Linked DNA regions of Mus musculus: all the other regions are linked to region 1. A link is a contact called in public Hi-C data. All regions are on one chromosome and are shown on one strand. The core of a region is the stretch at or near the end of the contact, and the rest is flanking DNA. Distances in the headings are between cores, read along the strand shown. Region 1 overlaps Gpr68 (G protein-coupled receptor 68). Region 2 overlaps Rps6ka5 (ribosomal protein S6 kinase, polypeptide 5). Region 3 overlaps Rps6ka5 (ribosomal protein S6 kinase, polypeptide 5).

Region 1 (2,700 bases), core at 110-2,609:
GAGTTTAAATGAATATAGCATATAGAACAGTGCCTGATAATGACAGGTGTCACATAAACGGTAGCTGTGATTATTCAAAGTCTTTTCCACCTTCACTTCTAGGGGGTCCGCCTACCACCAGTGATGCCTAGATCCTGATACATTTGCATCACCTTCTATAAACAAGATGGCAAGAGAGGGATTGGCTCCATCTCCAAGCCCATGAGGAATAAGGCTCCTTCTGGCCCAAAGATGGGGAACATCACTACAGAAAACTCCTCACTATCTTGCCCCATCGACCACACCATCCACCAGACACTAGCCCCAGTGGTCTATGTGACCGTGCTGGTGGTGGGCTTCCCAGCCAACTGCCTGTCCCTCTACTTCGGGTACTTGCAGATCAAGGCCCGGAATGAGCTGGGAGTGTACCTGTGTAACCTGACCATTGCAGACCTGTTCTATATCTGTTCACTTCCCTTCTGGCTGCAGTACGTGCTTCAGCACGACGACTGGTCCCATGGTGACCTATCCTGCCAGGTGTGTGGCATCCTCCTCTATGAGAACATTTACATCAGCGTGGGCTTCCTCTGCTGCATCTCCATCGACCGCTACCTGGCTGTGGCCCACCCCTTCCGCTTCCACCAGTTCCGCACCCTGAAGGCAGCCGTGGGTGTCAGTGTGCTCATCTGGGCCAAGGAGCTGCTGACCAGCATCTACTTCCTCAATCACAAGGAGGTCATTGAGGACGAGGACCAGCACCGAGTCTGCTTTGAGCATTACCCTATCCAGGCCTGGCAGCGTAGCATCAACTACTACCGCTTCCTGGTGGGCTTTCTCTTCCCCATCTGCCTGCTGCTGGCCTCCTACCAGGGCATCCTGCGGGCTGTGCGCCGCAGCCACGGCACACAGAAGAGCCGCAAGGACCAGATTCAGCGGCTGGTGCTCAGCACCGTGGTCATCTTCCTGGCTTGCTTTCTACCCTACCACGTGCTGCTGCTGGTACGCAGCCTCTGGGAGAGAAACTGTGAGTTTGCCAAGAGCATCTTCAACGTCTATCACTTCTCCCTCCTCCTCACCAGCTTCAACTGTGTAGCTGACCCGGTGCTGTACTGCTTTGTCAGTGAGACCACTCACAGGGACCTAGCCCGCCTCCGAGGAGCCTGCCTAGCTGTCCTTACCTGCTCTAGGACAAGCAGGGCCAGGGAGGCCTACCCTCTGGGTGCCCCTGAGGCCTCTGGGAAAAGTGGGGCCCAGGGCGAGGAACCTGAATTGTTAACCAAGCTCCACTCAGCCTTCCAGACCCCTAGCTCACTGGGAGTGGGAGGGCCCTCCACAGTGGGGTTGGCCTAGCTTGAGTCACGTGTATGAGGCTAAGTTAGGCCCTGAGCTTTCACCAACAGGCCTTGTGGTCGGGAGCTTGCATGGTGGCTGTCTCCCACTTTACCATGTACGGGTGCCTCTCTCCTCAGGAAGGAACCATGGTTTGGGCCACAGCCAGGTCCCTCTGGCCCCTGGAAACCTGCTCCGTGTCCTGAGCCTGGGCACTGCTGACTGTGTGAATGAGCCCTGTCTCCTCCCATGTTCTTGGTGGCCGCCTGGGCTGCAGATGGGAGGGAGTCGGCATCGTCACTTCCAGGAGATTTGCAAAGAGCAGCAGGCCTGGGGTGCGGAGAGGAGGGTAGGACCCTGCGTGGTCACCTGCCAAGCCTTCCAGTGCCCCTGTTGTCACAGACGATACCAGCCCAAGTGTGCTATGGTCTTGTGTGACACAGGAAGCTATATAGCCACCATCAGTATTTGAGCTTGCCTCTAAACTAGTCTAGGCCAGAGGACTGGTTAAGGTGAAGAACAGGGGCGGGGTTGGTGGCTAGGGATAACAGCAGAGAGGCAGTCAGGGAAGAAACCCCAGCATCAGGCACGTCTCACTTTACAGAACTTATGGAACAGGGCCCCACCCCCAAGGGCTGATGGCAAAGAAACCCCAGGGATGCCGGAGAGATGTCAGGGGCCCTCAAAACATCGTACTAAAGCTTAATAAGAAGACTTAGGCCTAAAACTGCGTCCTTAGCCAAGTTCCTGGCACACAGGGTTTCTCTGTGTAGCCCTGGCTGTCTTGGAACTCACTCTGTAGACCAGGCTGGCTTCGAACTCAGAAATCCGCCTGCCTCTGCCTCCCAAGTGTTAGGATTAAAGGCGTGCGCCACCACTGCCCAGCCCTAATTAGCTTTTTGTGTCCGTCTAGTCTAAGTGTCAGACCTGAGAGCCTAAGGGAGAAGAAAGAGGGAGAATATAAAAAAAATGGCAGGGTGTCCATGGCAACTGTATGCCAAGACATTGATACTAACTAGGATCATGTATCTGTTGTCAGTAATTCCTACCCTTCTCCCCATGCACCATAGAGCATCCAGCAGCTTTTGAGAGGAGTGTGACAGTGACAGTTTCCCAGAGTTCCTAAGTGCAATGAACTAACCACACACACACACACACACACACACACACACAATCATGTCTCGTGACCACAGGTTTGGCTTAAGCTGCATTTTGGTATAGGAGAGTTGGCAGAGATGGCTGCATGCCAGAAAGACCTACACCTTCCCCAGCCTCGGTCCTTACAGGCCAATGGTGATAGCTAAGTGTTCTGTGCCTCCTCATCCCACAGTATTTCCCCTGTTTGACCTGAAATTCTGGATTCTCACTGGCTTGGACTGGAGCAAGCTAAGC
Region 2 (2,791 bases), core at 33-2,532, 270 kb after region 1:
AAAAATCCATTAATGCAATCTACTACATAAATAAACTCAAAGAAAAAAAATCATACGATCATCTCATTAGATGCTGAAAAAGCATTTGATAAAATACAACAGCCCTTCAAGATATCATTTATATGTGATAATATGCTAGAATCCAAGTTTAAAAATTGTAATCTAAAGCACTTCTGGTCTTAAGCATTGTAGGTACGAAATAATTAATTGGTCTTCAGGTCTGACTGCTTTTTGGAATTTTCCAAAACTAGTCCCGAGTGTCTTGTTTAGGATTTTTGTTGCTGTGATAAAACATTATGCCCACACAATCCTTGGAGAAGAATGGGTTTATTTTATCTTACAACTCTCAGGTCATACTTTTTCCCTGAGGGAAGTCAGGACAGGAATTTGGAAGCAGCAGTTGAAGCAGAAGCCAAAAAGAAGTGCTGCCTACTGCCATGCTCCCCGGGCTTTTTCCGTCGGCCTTCCTTAGACAACTCAAGACCACCTGGCCAGAGTGTGCGGAACGTCCCAGCCCATGGACTAGGCCCTCCCACATTAATACTGAATCAAGAGACTAGCATACGAACTTCCTACAGGCAATTTGGTGGAAGCATTTTCTCAACTGAGGCTCCTCCTCCCAGATAACTCTAGTTTAAGACTAAAAGTCCTAAATTTTTATCATAGGTATATTAACTTTGTTTACTCATCCACTATGTATTTACAGATTGCTTCTAAGCTAGATAGTAAAATGAGAAAAAATTAGGGAAGCTCTTACTTTCATGACACTGTGGTTGTAGCTATAAATTTTCTTAGATATAGAATCATAGTTATAAAATAGATTTAGATGGATTTTGAGAAATTTACTTCTATTTGATTTTTGTGTGTGTGTGTGCATGTATATGAGTATTTTTCCTGCATGTGTGTCTGTGCCCCACATGTTTGCAGTGCTGTGGAGGCCAGATGAGGGTATTGGATTCCTGGAACTGGAGTTTTAGATAGATTTGAGTGGCCTCGTGGGTGTTAGGAACTGAACCTGGGTCCTCTGAGAGAGCAACAAGTGGTCTTAACTGCCAGGCTGTCTCTCCAGCTCTACTGCCAAGTCTCTTTTTTTATTTTAAAACATTTTGTTCCTTTATAAAAGTTTTAGTGGCAACTTTATTAAAATGAAGAGGATTACATGTTTATTGTTTCCTCTTTAAACTCTATTAAAGTAAAAAAGAGAAGTGTGTATATACTCTTAAAGGGAAGGGCAGATAGCGGGAACTACATTTTGGTGGATGAGACGGCCGATTGAGCTGAATCCTAGAGCAGTAAAGGAAGCGGTTCAGCAGCAGACTGCTTTGCTCCTCTGCCTCCCCAGAGCTGCTCTGGGCTATAGCGACCAGTTGTTTCTCAAGCAGAAGTGTAGATTATTAAGGAGCTGGGAGTGTTGTTTGGGTGTCCTGTAAGAAAGAAAGAAAAGAGTCCCTGTATCCCCAGGTCCTAGGCCACCCCTGTTGATTAGGTACCTATGAGGGAAGATGGACTGTATCCAAGGCACAGTTGAGAGTGAGTGTGCCATATGGAAATTACTGGGGAAAACAAACTGTGACACCCTGTACCGTCCGGGGCCCATGGCCTGTTCCAGCACCTCACTGTGAGCACAGGAGTGTCTTAGACAGGGATATCGAGGGTTCCCACTGGGAAACCAAGAGCAAAAAACTTAACAGATCGGGGCTGGAGAGATAGTTCAGTATTACGAGCACTTTATGTTCTTGCAGAGGACCTGAATACAGTTCCCAGTGCTTACATGGCAGCTCACAGCCTTTTGTCACTCCAGTTCCAGGGAATCCGATGTGATTTTATGACCTCAGACACACTTCAGATACATATGTTCAGGAAGAACACTCAGACATATAAATAAAAAGGACGCCCTGTTTTAGAAAGTTGACAGATGCTGTCATTTGGGGATTTTGAGCGTGAAACTTTGCAGCCACACCTCTGCAGAGGAGTCTGCAACCCGATAAGCCTAGGCTGCACAGAAGCATGTCTGTGGTGGTGTCTCGATCCTGTGACTAGTTTTATGATATATATTTCAGGGCAGTGGATTCTTTTGAAGTGGCATGTTTAAAGTATCTCACCACACTGCTAAAGTGTCTTTGGCATGTAGTGTGTGGGCTATCCCCTGACAGAGAGACCTGATAATTACTCTCCTCTCTCCCCATAGATGCACACATCCATTTGCTCATTTAGTCTATGTGTTTGTTGAGGACCCTTCTACGTGCTAGGTAATTAGGCTAAATACAAAGCTGGAAAGAATCACTTGGTGAGTATTTCTAGGCATGGGTGGCTGGTTACTTAGTAGCAGGAGAAAACAGACTGGGTTCCTACAGAATGGTGAAATGTTGGGACTCGGAACAAAAGAAAGCTAAAAAACAATAAGCAAAGCTGACCAGAATTAGGTAGATCTTGGATGGAATAGTCACACATCAGCAAACGTCCTATGTGACTGCAGCAATTGCTTCTCCTCTTATGATAGAAGGGTCCTTGTTTTCTGCTGGTCAGGCCAAGTGCTCTCCCCTAAGAGAATGCCGGCATTTGTTGTTTAGATGCAAAAATGTTAAGAGTTCAGGCTAAACCAGAGAAGTAAGTCATTGATAGGTTCACTACCTCACTGACTGCAACCAACTATATTTTGACAGAAAATTACACTCTTGGGTTCTCACAGCTTACTGCCAACCCATTCTTTCTCTTGGCCATAAAGATCATACTGTCAGGCTAGACCTCAGTGTATATTCTCAAGGACCAGATAGGAATTTTCTTTTCTGGA
Region 3 (2,700 bases), core at 149-2,648, 300 kb after region 1:
GTGTGTGTGTGTTCATACATTCACTCATGCTCGTACATACACACACATGTGAAGGAGAAAAGACAACTCATGGAAGTCAGTTCTTTGCTCAGCCATGTGGGATGCTGAGGGACAAACTCAGAGTGGCATGTTGGCCAGCAGACATCCTTACTGTGCCAAGCCACTTCACCTGGCCCAGAATGTTTCTTGGTGTATCTTCAGTCAGGGAAGCACAAAGCAGATGGCTGTAACAGAAGCTACCACAGCCTCACAGAGGAGTGAACACTAGCTAGAAAGTGGACAGAACTCTAGTCCACACTTCTAGCAACAAATACTTCAGTGAAAAATATTTAGCTCTTATTTCTGAGCCTCAGATTATTTCTGAGACAAATAAAAAAAAAAGAAAGAAATTATCTCTCTCATCATAACTGAAAAGCTTGAAGAATTACCACATAATTATTTCTACTTCCTTTATAAAAGAACCTATTTTGTTAATTTCATCAAGTGTAGGTTTCACATTTCCCCACCACTGAGTCAATATCCATCTCTAAGTTGGAAATCATGTCTCCTACTGGTGGTGCTTCTCTGTCTTAATGCTATATAGCATGATGGTATCACCTTGTTTTGAAGACTGAGTAAGAAATCTTTAAAATTCAATTCAGTAAGAACTGAGAATATTTTAAAGAAGGCACATAAAGAAACAACAGAGGATTGAATTAGAATAATACAGAACGAGTTAGTTACTCAGACAGTGTGTATGGGAAACAAGAGGCAGTATCTCACTCAATATTGAATGGGGTTGAATGAGCTACAATAGCAAGCCCTCCAGTGTACACACACACTTGACTCATGGCACTTTTACTTCGTAATCAGTCCAGCGACCCAAAGGGAAACCAGTGTAAGAGGAGAACTCAGTGAGTCCCTAGAAAATAGGGGTTGGTATCACAGCCACAGAATACACTTCAACCACTATAGCAGTATTTTATGGTTTGGGGGAGATGTTGGTTGGTCGGTTGGTTGGTTGGTTGGTTGGCTTTCATTTTGGCTTAATTCTTTTCTGCCAAGGCTCAGTACAAAAGTAATTTATTCTGTTATCTCTGAGGTTATGTCTTGGTGCCCTCTAGAGGACACTGAGATTCCTGCATTAAGAAAGCTTCAGGCACCTTCCACATACTACAGACTGAAAATGGGATCATTCTTGGAAAAAAAATATTTTTAATCCTTAGTTTGAAATATGTACTCTTATTTAAATCAGACTTGCTAGTAACTGTGCTCTTAGCTAAGAGTGGTGGCGCACACCTTTAATCCCAGCACTTGGGAGGCAGAGGCAAGCATATCTCAGTTCAAAGCCAGTGAGTTTACATAGAGTAATGGTTCTCAACATGTGGATCGTTTGACCACCAAACCTTTCACAGGGGTCATCTAAGACCATCATAAAACATGGATATTCACACTATGATTCATAACAGGAGCAAAGTTATGGTTACAAAGTAGCAATGAAAATAGTTTTCTGGTTGAAGGTCATCACAACATGAGGAACTGTAGTAAGGATCACAGCATTAGGGAGGTCGAGAACTGTTGCAGTAGAGAGTTCCAGCCTGCTAGAGCTACCAAGTAAGACTCTGTCTTTAAAAAAGAAAAAACAAAGTAACCATATCTATTGTTCATAATATAGTTTGATTTTTTTTTTGACTTGTCCCAATCTTCTTGCTGTGCTCTAGAAGATAAAGTGGGATGACTTAGCTGCCAAAAAAGTGCCTGCGCCATTCAAGCCGGTGATCCGGGATGAGTTAGATGTGAGTAACTTCGCTGAAGAGTTCACAGAGATGGACCCCACCTACTCTCCCGCTGCCTTGCCACAGAGCTCCGAGCGACTGTTTCAGGTAAAGTTGCAGCATGCCAGACATGCTTTGGAAGAAAGCCAGTTTTCCTAGTGAGGTGGTTTGTTGGCATAAAATAAGAATTCTATAATCTCTTCAGAACTAAATTTAGAGATATGTTGAGGTACTATCTGGAAGTTTGCAGTTTACTAAATAGATTTTATTATAGTTTTTAATGTGTATGTTTTAGGTTTTTTTGTTGTTTTGTTTTGTTTTTTTGAGACAGAAGTTGGAGTTTTGGGATTTGGATTGTTTAGTGGGATATTTTGTCTGTTCATTTGAGACAGGGTCATGCTGTGTAACCCTGGCTATTCTGGAGCTCACTATATATAACAGACGCGTCTTGAACTTCTGCTTCTCCGTAGCTCGGATCAAAGGTGTGCATTCGAACAACCAACCTCTGTTTGTTTTTTATGACGAGGTATTCATTTTATACTTGAAAATTCATTTCTGCTGAGGCTCATGTGAAAATTATAATGCTATTTTATTTTTTACTCCATTCTTTAAACTATTCAGTGTTACCTGGACCTTTATCTTCAGTGAATAATAAATTATACATGCTCTCTAATTCTTAAAGTCTTGAATCGAGGGGGCCAGAGATGTAGAGTGCTCACCTAGCCGGCAGGAAACTCTGGCTTTAGTTTCTAGTACTGCATAAAACTGGGTCTGGTAGCACTCACCTGAAATCCCAGTGTTCCAGAGGGTAAGAAGTTCAGGGTCACCCTCAGCTACACAGTGAACACAGCTGCCAGTAGAACCCTGTCTCAAAAAAACAAAAATCAAAAACGGAAGGGAGGGAGACAAACAGATTTATTTTTAAAGACTTTGGGTTTAAAGTCCA

What was found. Hi-C and Micro-C count contacts between places; a contact is called where the count stands out from the background.
Region 2: a contact with region 1 is called in a Hi-C map of bone marrow-derived macrophages, with 28 read pairs. The contact joins two enhancer-like sites. A contact is called at or near these places in 1 of 484 Hi-C or Micro-C datasets (bone marrow-derived macrophages), 2 of 115 datasets of contacts at active chromatin or transcription factors (bone marrow-derived macrophages and large pre-B cells) and 2 of 9 other capture datasets (adipose tissue and liver).
Region 3: a contact with region 1 is called in a Hi-C map of bone marrow-derived macrophages, with 28 read pairs. The contact joins two enhancer-like sites. A contact is called at or near these places in 1 of 484 Hi-C or Micro-C datasets (bone marrow-derived macrophages), 2 of 115 datasets of contacts at active chromatin or transcription factors (effector CD8 T cells and large pre-B cells) and 3 of 9 other capture datasets (adipose tissue, liver and pancreatic islet).

Annotation. Positions count from the first base shown.
Region 1 is chr12:100,876,815-100,879,514 of GRCm38.p6, reverse strand. It overlaps Gpr68 (G protein-coupled receptor 68), which reads left to right. Exons shown (of 3, transcript NM_001177674.2): 3 at 103-2,700. The coding sequence starts at 232. The coding sequence ends at 1,329. Among named protein-coding and RNA genes, the nearest start is that of Gm36572, 16 kb to the left of the region's middle. Within about 2 kb of position 1,359, at least 48 of the 459 cell types and tissues checked have an H3K27ac peak or open chromatin away from gene starts, as enhancers often do. A contact at or near this core is called in bone marrow-derived macrophages, where this site is marked.
Region 2 is chr12:100,608,447-100,611,237 of GRCm38.p6, reverse strand. The region is part of intron 5 of Rps6ka5 (ribosomal protein S6 kinase, polypeptide 5); the gene reads left to right. Among named protein-coding and RNA genes, the nearest start is that of Ttc7b, 89 kb to the right of the region's middle. Within about 2 kb of position 1,282, at least 6 of the 459 cell types and tissues checked have an H3K27ac peak or open chromatin away from gene starts, as enhancers often do. A contact at or near this core is called in bone marrow-derived macrophages, where this site is marked.
Region 3 is chr12:100,576,884-100,579,583 of GRCm38.p6, reverse strand. Rps6ka5 (ribosomal protein S6 kinase, polypeptide 5) reads left to right here. Exons shown (of 17, transcript NM_001330702.1): 9 at 1,701-1,862. Among named protein-coding and RNA genes, the nearest start is that of Ttc7b, 57 kb to the right of the region's middle. Within about 2 kb of position 1,398, at least 12 of the 459 cell types and tissues checked have an H3K27ac peak or open chromatin away from gene starts, as enhancers often do. A contact at or near this core is called in bone marrow-derived macrophages, where this site is marked.